2 separate regions of the Anas platyrhynchos genome follow, and region 1 is linked to region 2. The links are chromatin contacts, called in public Hi-C maps. All regions are on one chromosome and are shown on one strand. Each heading gives the region's core, a stretch centred on a gene start, on an enhancer-like site or on the middle of the called end of the contact. The rest is flanking DNA. Distances are from core to core; before and after follow the strand shown. Region 1 holds the start of ANKRD17 (ankyrin repeat domain 17). Region 2 holds the start of LOC101797763 (methylenetetrahydrofolate dehydrogenase (NADP+ dependent) 2 like).

What was found. A called contact is a pair of places that touch in the nucleus more often than the background predicts.
Region 1: a Hi-C map of liver shows a contact between it and region 2, with 4 times the contacts expected there. The contact joins the promoter of ANKRD17 here to the promoter of LOC101797763 in region 2. A contact is called at or near these places in 4 of 8 Hi-C or Micro-C datasets (F1 follicle, liver, small yellow follicle and 1 more).

What each region holds. Positions count from the first base shown.
Region 1 is chr4:50,189,763-50,194,390 of IASCAAS_PekinDuck_T2T, forward strand. It overlaps ANKRD17 (ankyrin repeat domain 17), which reads left to right and starts at 2,178. Exons shown (of 33, transcript XM_038178083.2): 1 at 2,178-2,752. The coding sequence starts at 2,435. It overlaps LOC140002480 (a long non-coding RNA gene), which reads left to right. Exons shown (of 3, transcript XR_011809183.1): 3 at 1-1,022. LOC140002481 (a long non-coding RNA gene) reads right to left here and starts at 1,954. Exons shown (of 3, transcript XR_011809184.1): 1 at 1,393-1,954.
Region 2 is chr4:49,986,359-49,991,345 of IASCAAS_PekinDuck_T2T, forward strand. It overlaps LOC101797763 (methylenetetrahydrofolate dehydrogenase (NADP+ dependent) 2 like), which reads right to left and starts at 2,909. Exons shown (of 10, transcript XM_072037573.1): 1 at 2,759-2,909. The coding sequence starts at 2,817.

The sequences.
Region 1 (4,628 bases), core at 928-3,427, 200 kb after region 2:
AAAGTTCAAACTAGTAGAGGCGGTGGGGAGAGCAGGTATAAACTGTGTTATAAAACCATCGGAAAATGACTTGTTGTATACTGCACGATTAGAAGGAGCAACTGTTTGATCAGAACAGAGGTCACCACCATAAAATAAACTGAACAAATAGCCTCAGATAGGCCATCCTGTTTCTGCCTGGAATGGTGGTGCTTTGTAATTACTCACCCTGATCCAGGACTGGATAATGCAACAGAGACTGATAAAATTATATGGTTGCTTTTATTAGCAAGAAACCCAGATTTGATGGCTGAAAAGACCCTTTCCAAGCCTACCAACTTAATGGATATGTGAATTAATATGTAAATGTTGAAGATCATTATGAAAAAGCAGGTTTGGAACAAAGTCGAACAGAGCATTACTGCAACACCAATCCCTTGTTGCCATTTTCTGACCTTATGCTGCCCTGAAGAGACACAGGGAGGCAACTCCTTGCTAACAGCTCAAAGGGTAAAATCCAGCCCTGCAACTGCCCTTCCTGAATCCAAACAGGTGAATTTGGTGCATTTGGACAGTCTCTCCTCTGCCAAGCTGCTGAGACTGTCAAAGATATTTAAGATGTGTTTTGTCTTAAATTTTCTGTTAAAGAAGTAAAGGTGATGCCTTTTTCACATGTAAACCATTAACCTCAGGTGGAAGGGCTGAATTTACCTTATTCTCTTCATTATTTTTTTTTGTTTGTTGTGATAACAACATAACTTAACGCTTGACTTGTGCTTGTATTTCACTATGCAGCACTAAAAATCCATGTGTTTGACACAAGAAGACAAAACCATAATTCTGATAGATCTTGCGCTGTTTTGCTTTTGTGATTTTTGTGTAATCACACCAGTTTGAGAGGGAATCTTACTGATTGTAGAGTCAGTCAATTTTTCGCAAGTGACCAGGAAGTAGTAGTGAGGTGGCTAGAACATCCAGTTTATTCCTCCTAGATCGCATCAAACTGTCATCTGCAGAGGTATGTATAAAGGTACTTTCACTTTAGGTCTTCTACCTGAGGATGAGGTGAAGAGCTACAGCCAGAGCCAGGTGACTCGCAAATTATACCATAACTTAATAGTGGTGCTGTTACCACTGCTGCAGTCCTTTTCTTAAGGGACTAGGTTTTGGTGGGCTGTGACCTAGAGGGAAACTCTGTGGACTTGCTTTCATGATAAAAATTAGTTTGAGAAGTTTTTTTAAAAAGCAAATGTTCATTTTAGAGGTGCTGCAGACTCAGACAGTTCTTTTTAATCTTATCCAAATAAGATGACAACTATGAAATCAAGTGTAACTTCTTTGCATTCCTGTAAAATGTGAATGGAATAGACCCTATTAGCTTGAAACATTAAATCCAAAACATCACTAGCATACCTGTGCATCATGGCCATTATCAACCTGTACACTCAGGTGTTTCTGAGGTGAAAAAAAATATTTTCCTTGGTGATTTCCATCATCTTGAAGAAAAAAGTTCCCGTTCTTTTGGTGAGCTTGCATCAATGGCCTGTATTTCAGTGCCAGAAGACTTTTGCTAAGAAAAGAATGAACCTGCACTGTGCTCAAGTGGAAGTGATGATATTTTTCCACAGAAAACCAAACCAAAGCATTTGAGTATGGATGTCCCAAGTCCAATTCCGGGGTGGGGGGGCCTTAGGAAGGAAACGGGATATGGTGACAGAGTTAAAGGACAGGGCTGCAGCGTGTGGTGACAGAATTAAAGGACGGAACTGGAGTATGCGCTGCTATTTGTTGGCAACGACGCCCTAACAACGTTTTTTACCACAGAACTGAGGGGATTGCCTCAGAAAAATCAGCTAACAGACACCATTCCACAGAGTTTGACGTAGTTTTGACTTAGAGTCAAAAAAGACGTGTGTTTTGGCACAGTGCTGTGAGTTTGGGGGGACGGGGACGAGCCCAGGGGTGGCGGTTGGAGCTCGCGCCCGCTCTGACAGACCCCGGGAGGGGCGGAGCTGGGTGGTGGTGGGGGGGCTGTGAGGAGGAACGGCCGCAACGGCGCCGCCGCGGCGGGTGATGACGTCCCGCGCTCTTCCGGCGCCGGGGCGGTGACCGAGGCACGCAGAGGAGGGGGGGCCCCGCCGGGAGGGCGCTGAGGAGGAGGAAGAGGAAGGCGCTGAGGGGCGGGCGGGGGGAGAGAGGGAGAGGGAGGAGCGGGAGCGCGGAACGGGAGCGAGGAGCAGCGGGCGCGCGCCGGCGGCCGTTGCTAGCGCGCGCGGCGGCCGTTGCCGCTCCGGCGGCGCTCCCGCGGCGGGGCAGAAGTATCGCGAGAGCTGCCGCGGCGCCGGCGCTAGAGGTGACCGAGGAGCGGCGGCGGCGGCGGCTCCGAGTGCTGCCCCCCCCCCGCTTCTTCCTCCTCCTCCTCCTCTTCCTCGTCCCTCAGCGGGGCGGAGCGGCCATGGAGAAGGCGGCGGAGGGAGGCGACGGCGAGGCCGGGAGCGCCACGGCGGGGCCGGGGCCACCGGAGGGGGGGAGCGGAGGAAGCGGAGCCGGTTCGTCGTGCCCCGGCGGGGCGGCGGGGCCGCGGGGGCTGGTGCGGGTGTGCGACCTGCTGCTGAAGAAGAAGGGGAAGGCGAAGCGCAGCGGGAGGCCCGGCCGGGCGGCCAGCAGCAGCGAGAGCGGCGGCGGCGGCAGCGAGAGCAGCAACAACGGCAGCGAGGAGGAGGAGGACGAGGAGGAGGAGGAAGAGGAGGAGGAAGAAGAGGAGGTCTCCGAGGTAGGGCCCCAGCGGGCTAGGTGTGGGGGTTGGCCTCGCTGCCTGGGTTTCATAATTTCATAATTCCTCCCTCTCCTCGGGGAGGAAGGGGGCAGCACCGGGCCGCCTCGTGGCGGGGCGGGGCGGCCGGCACCGGGGCACGGCGGGGAGCTGGGGCCGCCCCTGGCTTCCCGACCCTTTTCCCCCGAGTGCCCCGGGGCTCAGGAGGTGGTCCCGGGGCTCAGGGGGCGGCCCCCGCCCTCGTGTGGCTCTCTGGGCACGTGTGAAGGGGTGGCTTGTGTCTACACGTGCTAAGGGGCAATCCGGATCGCAGCCCGGAGCGGGGGATGAGCCTGAGTTAGGGTGTGTGGCTAGGAAGCAGTCCCCGCTCCGCATCAGGTAAACAGGTCGTTTTCAATAAGAGCAGGTGGATTTGCAGCTAGAGCAAAGGCTTCCCGAGATCTCGGGGTGTTCTGTTCATGTCCAAACAACTCTCTGAAGCTGTCAGCAGCCATCATTTATATGCCACAGAATCAAAGAACGGTTTGGGTCAGAAGGGACAAATACAATGCTGAAAGAAGCACGAGAAAGCATGGTCAACTTGGTGTCACTTCATGTTGTTTTCTTTCAGGTTGGTATCACTGGAAAAGGCAAATCAAGATTTGAAGCACCTTTCCTATTTGCATAAATAGCCATGCCGAGTTGGTTTGCTGGGTAGCTTTAATTCCGTAACGTTCCACAGAACAGTCACTTCTGCTTTTGCTGAACAGCATCTGCAGAGCAGTCCACTCCAAGTTTTTAAGCTTTTCCTTGAACTTTATTTCCAAGTACTTCTGATGTTAAGTGGCATGTTCTACTTTTGGGTTAGAAATGAAAAATGAGCAAGGAGGAAGAATCTCATACAGTTCAGGAAGGGCTTGGCTGTTACTGTGGTTGGTTTTTCCAGGGTAAAGAAGCACTCTGCATTTTTTTTCCCTACAGAAGTAGATACAAGGAACTTCGTATCTAGTTGTTGTGAGATAAATTGCGCACAGAAAGCGCCTGTCTCAGTTAACAAGTAATTATGTCTGGCTTCTTGTTTTTCAGTGTCTATTTTTAGCGAAGTGAGCATCCTGTAGGTACAGGTTTTCAAATCCTAAAACTTAAGAGCTAGGCAGCAATGTTCATGTACTTGATGTGCTTTGCTGTGCCATCTAGTAGTCCTACAGATATTTGAAATACTCTTGAGCAGAGTCCATTGAGTTTTACGTGGCAAATGGATGAAGGCTATCTAATGCTACAGGCAATGCATTGGTTGGTGGTTCGGTATCAAGATGAGTTGTATGGTGCAGCAGAATTCAACGGAATTTATGTCAAGTGGGACTTACTGGTAAAATCATAGGTAGGTTAATTTTGTGGTCTGGAGCCTCTTACAAAAGGGGCTGTTTAGGCAACTGATTTGCCAGTGGTATTGAGGATGGTGTGATGAGAAAGGTGAAGATAACAAAGGTATGGGTAGTCTTGGACAATGTGAGCCTTCTTAGCTTGTATGCTGTACCTTATGTAGCCGTGGATACCTATTTTGTATGCTTGAAGATGTACAGAGGTGAGAAAGCAAGTGATCATTAAAATATCACGGGGAGGCTAAATAACACTTCTTTTTTTTTTCTTTAACAGAAATTCCATGTCTTGTAGGTATAGGTAGCTGGGGAAGCAGTTTTGGCATCTGGAAGCTTCCCTGATGCTTTTATCTTAGTCATAGTAAGGGAAGGCTTGCCCAGTCTGGGTGGTCGGGGTTTAAATATGAAGCAAGAGCTCGTAAATAACAGACAAGTTAACACTGTGAAGTCTATTAAGTCCAGGATATGTGAGGAAATGTATCTGCTTAATTTATTTTAATTCTTTCTTGTCATTCAGG
Region 2 (4,987 bases), core at 1,659-4,158:
TATAAAAAAATAAACTGATTAGCTATTAAAAGAATAAAAGGTTGACATCTCCAGCAGAAATCACTTCCTCAGCCTGAGAACTCTGACCATCCAAAACACAGACATCTGAACCTTCTCTGCAAATACGCATGCTTGATGCTTTAACATGCATTTGTACACACAGGCAGTTAGCACTGGTGGTGTATAACATATGCTGAGTTAGTTTGCCAAGATTAATGTATTTCATGCTAACTTGCAAAAGCAAATAAAGCCTTCTGTTTTAGATAAAAGTCAGAATGACTTTCAACCGCTACAGATCTGATCATGTTTTCGCATTACTCCTTTCTGTACTATATCCTGGGGGGAAAACAAGGCTGCACCTAGAATAACATTCAGTGGGAAAAAAAAAAAAAAAAGACACACAAAGAAATGATCTAAAAAACAATTTTGCATTGTCTCAACTATAAGAAGCCACACAAAAATAACTTGCAATTAATACTAATGAGATGCACATTTGTCTATTAGCATAGCCAAACAAGGAAAATATTTGGTGACAACTCACCATATGGGCCAAATAAAGCCAACAAACACCAGATTTACTGAGGGACTCGTGTCTAAACCTTGTGAACGCATGGGTGTTAGAACATTAAGGATTTTTAAGTATTACCCTAACAACATATGGAAAAAATGCAGTGGTGAGTTCTGAAAAAAAAAAAATTATTTCCTCTGCTAGTCTTAAAAATAGGGAGAAAAAGAGATTAAAACAAAAACACCACACCTATCTCCACATTAATAAGACAGTATATACATCTGCTCAAGGAAAAATGCTCACGGCTGTCAAATTGAGAAATAGCAAATACTGTAGCATGTTGATGCTTAAGCAGATTGAGAATCTAGGTTAACTCCTTCGATGGAAATATTACTTGAGAATCACACCAAGAAAGGCATCAGGTATACAGAAAGGTTACACACTGCAACAAATTAGCCAAAGCACTCAAAACAACTGAATTATTTTTTTAAATATATCCACACGGAAAACTTGACAGGGTGGGATGTCAGTGAGCAAGCACGTTTGTGCTCCCTGCCCCGCTACCATGACACCTGCTCGTGGATGCTCTTGGTCTGAAGCCTGTCTGAAATTACAACAATTCACGTACTGAGTCTTTCTTGTGACTTGCAAAACGTTACACCAAGATGCCAGCTACTCTTTTAGATCCACATACACACCAGTCCAAAATCATATGAGGCTTCACAACAGGATCTTCTCAACTCTATATATACACCATAATTTCCAATGAAAACCTCAGTAAAAGCATTATCATAGGAGCACCTGCTTTTACCTGAAATTTAAAAAAACAGTTACTGCCAACAAGGAACAGAAGTGGGCATACGTTTGTCCAGAAACACAGACATTTGTGCAGAAAAACTGCAGAATCACATGCACCAACAAAACATACACAACGCCTAGAAGGTGAAGATGCTTAATGCGGTTATCACGGTTTTGCTTACCAAGCTTTTCATGTTTAAAAAGAGGCTACAAAGCTTTCAGCAAACACTGCAGTGCTATGTGAGATACACAGACACCGCTTTTAGTTTTTTTCCCCCATTTTTTACTTCATACTCATCCAGAAGAGAGCAGCTGCCTGCCCTTCTGAGGGCAGAGATGCAAAAAGATGGACCCCCACCACCGCATTTTCTCTCTTCAGAGAGAAATTCTCCGGTATCCATTAAAATATCGTTATACGACCTGACAGACGCCAAAAAATCAGTACAAGCTAATTCTGCGTAAAACAATCAAGACACAACTGCAGGTCCCGGGAGCAAAATAATCCTGAAAAGGCCGATTTCTGCCAGCAGGGGGAAGGAAAGCCGAGCCGCCAGGGCTCTCCCGCCCAGGTCACCGCGCGGACCCCCGGGGAGCAGCCGGGGGGGGGCCATTTTGTGTCACCGCCCCACACCTGAGGGGGGGCCATTTTGTGGAGCCCCCACCCCGCGGCGGGGGCGTGGAAGGCGAAGGCGCCCCGTACCTGGCGGCGCTGCGGGGGGAGCCGCTGGCGCTGCGGGGCGCCGGGCAGGACAGGGCTCGCCATCTCCTCAGGGGAGCCAAGCAGGGGCGCAGCGAGACGGTGAAGGAGGAGGAGAAGGCGGCGGCCGCCATTTGCCTCCCGCCGCCCACGAAGCGCAGCCGCAGCCCGGCGGTGGAGGGAGGAGCACGGGGCAAGTAGCGGGGCCGGGGGCGGGCTCGGAGGAGGAGCCGATGGCTCGGAGTGGGGCAGCGAGGCTGAGGGGCGAGGCGAGGCGGCAGCCCGGGAAAATTAAAAAAAGGAGGGGTTTGAGGTAGAAAACGCCTCAAGAGAAGGAGCGAAGGGCGGGCAGCGCCTTTGGGTTTTGCCCTGCCTGGATCCTGTGAGCTGCTGTTCCCGCCAAAAGGCGGCGTGGCGAGCCCGGCGGGCTCAGGCAAGCACAGGATCCCAGAAGTGTTTAGTGTGGAAAAAAAGCTTAAGGTCATCGATTCCACCCATCCAGCTAACACTGCCAAGGCCACCACTAAGCCATAGAATCATAAAACCATGTCCCTAAGCACCACATGCACACATTTCTTGAGTATCTCTGGGGATGGCGATGCCACCGCTTCCCTCAGCTGCCCCTTCCAAGGCCCAGTCAGCTTGTCTGTGAAGAAATTCTTCCTAATATCCGATCTAAACCTCCCCTGGCACAATTTGAGACTGCTTTCTTGCATGCTATCACCTGTCACCTGCGAAAAATGGCTGACACTAACCTCATTATAGTCTCTTCAGGCAGCTGCAGTATGATGCCCCACATAATTCTCAGGTACATCCTCTTGTTTTCCCAGTGGAAGTTTCTTGGACTTCCTTGTGATTCATATATTAGTGCCTTCAGTCATATTTTATTGTAGACTTTTCTCTACATCTAGAAGAGAAGAAGAAAACTAAACAAGATCTGAAATACAAAGCATGCCAAAATAGTAACAGCAATCTTACCTGCAATACTGAGCCTACCTGAGAGCTGGCAAATTCCTTTATGAAACTGGGGAACGCTGTGTAAATGATACAACAGATTACTATGGCAGTTTCTGCTATAGCACTGGCAAATTTTTTGATCATTTAGATGTTCACATAAGGGCCATGGCTTAGGTGCTTACACAGAATTTGTACATACTGGGATATGTACATACTAGGTATCATCCTAGATATCTCTCATATCTCTTCCAGTCTTGTGTATATTATTTAAATCTTCCCTTTTAGCTTGCCATCTCTTATTTTATATACAGTAGCAACACCATCTAGCATGTATGTACTACATTAATTGTAAAGCTTTGTCACTCCCCTGTTTGGAGAGAACTTAACATGTGAGGATATAGGAATTCTCATGAAAATTTATGGTCCTAAACAGATACCAAATCTTTAAGACATAATTAGATTAGATTCTAAAGCAAAATACTGACACTTATATGCTGCTGGAAAGGAAAAAATGTATTTCTTTTTACTTCCTTTCAGGTAATCCTGAAAATGAAGTAGGTTACTTGAAAGATATATATATATATATATAAAAAGAGGAGGTAATATATTAAAAGAAAGAAAAGTTAAAGAGGATAACAGAGAACATGACAGAGAACTGAAGAAAAAAAAATCACATTAGTAATAAAAATTGGTATTACAGAGACGAGAATTCTGACAAAAGTTTCCTTTTGTCAAGGAAGAAGAAGGTTGTCTACTCTTTTTTTTTTTTTTTTTTTTTTTTGTGTGTGTGTGTGTGCGTGTGTGTGTGTGTGTGTGTGTGTAAAGTGTATACTTGATTATAAAATTTGGAATTGCTGCTGTTAAAGTTTTCCACAGACAAAATATCCAACAAATATTTCTCTCACTCCTTAGTACACTAGAAAAGTAGTTTTATGATAAGTATTTTTGGTAAAATTTGCTATTCCAGTTGTGACTGAAAAACTGTTTTAGATCAAAAGTACATGAGTTACAGAATGTTTGGCAAATACAGGCGAGTATATTCTTATATTCAGTGATGATAAACCCAACAACAACAGAAAAACAAAATTATCTACTATCTTTTGCAAACTCATATTTTATTTCAGTTGAACTCCTGCAATTCATATCAACCCCTAAAGATATATGAAGCCAGGTATTCGAGATGAAACCTTTTTTTTTGTCCATAGTTGCCTCGTTAGGCCTTAGATCCTATTTAAGTTTAAAACTAAAATATCACACTTTTTTTTTCTTTTTATTATTTTTAATTAAATTAACTTTTGCATCATATTGGCCATCTCAGCTTTGACCTTGAGGCTATATCTATTAATAATTACCAAAAAAAAAAAAAAAAAGAAGAAGAAGAAGAAGCTATTTTTATCAGTGGTTCACACCACTGGCTTTTCCTATGACTCCTGGAAAAGGATAATCTGAAAATCCGTGTCTGCTATAAGAACAGTTCAATCTAACAGCTCCCAGAGCAAAGCCTACAAAAAGTGACCACATTGCTATTGCTAAAGGTGCACTGAATACATTACATAGAAAACCTTATATAAATACTACAATAATAAAAAATAGTAGCATGTTATCCACACTGAGCTGGTGAAATTGGTACAAAAGACAAAGCTGAAAATATGCCATTTTTTTTGCTTAACAGTTAAAGCAAAGTTAGGCATCGGCAGCTGTGAAAAGGTGGGTACTCTTAACAGGTTGTTTCAGAGTATGTTATACTTTGTGTGTTTTTATGTGCAAATGATAACAGGCTATAACCTTAAAATACTGCTTTGGGTATTAACAATCCCATCAACCTAAAAATATCTCTTAATAGTTATTTGTGTCTAAATGGGAAGTTGATTATTTTTCTTTTGGTATGAAGCCATATCACCGTTCTCTCATCTTGTAAAAACCCTTATCAGGAAATGTAGCTTAACAAAAAAAAAAAAAAAAAAAGTGAATAATTTCTTTTTATATAATTTCTTTTTATATCCTGGGGGAATATTATACCTTTGTTC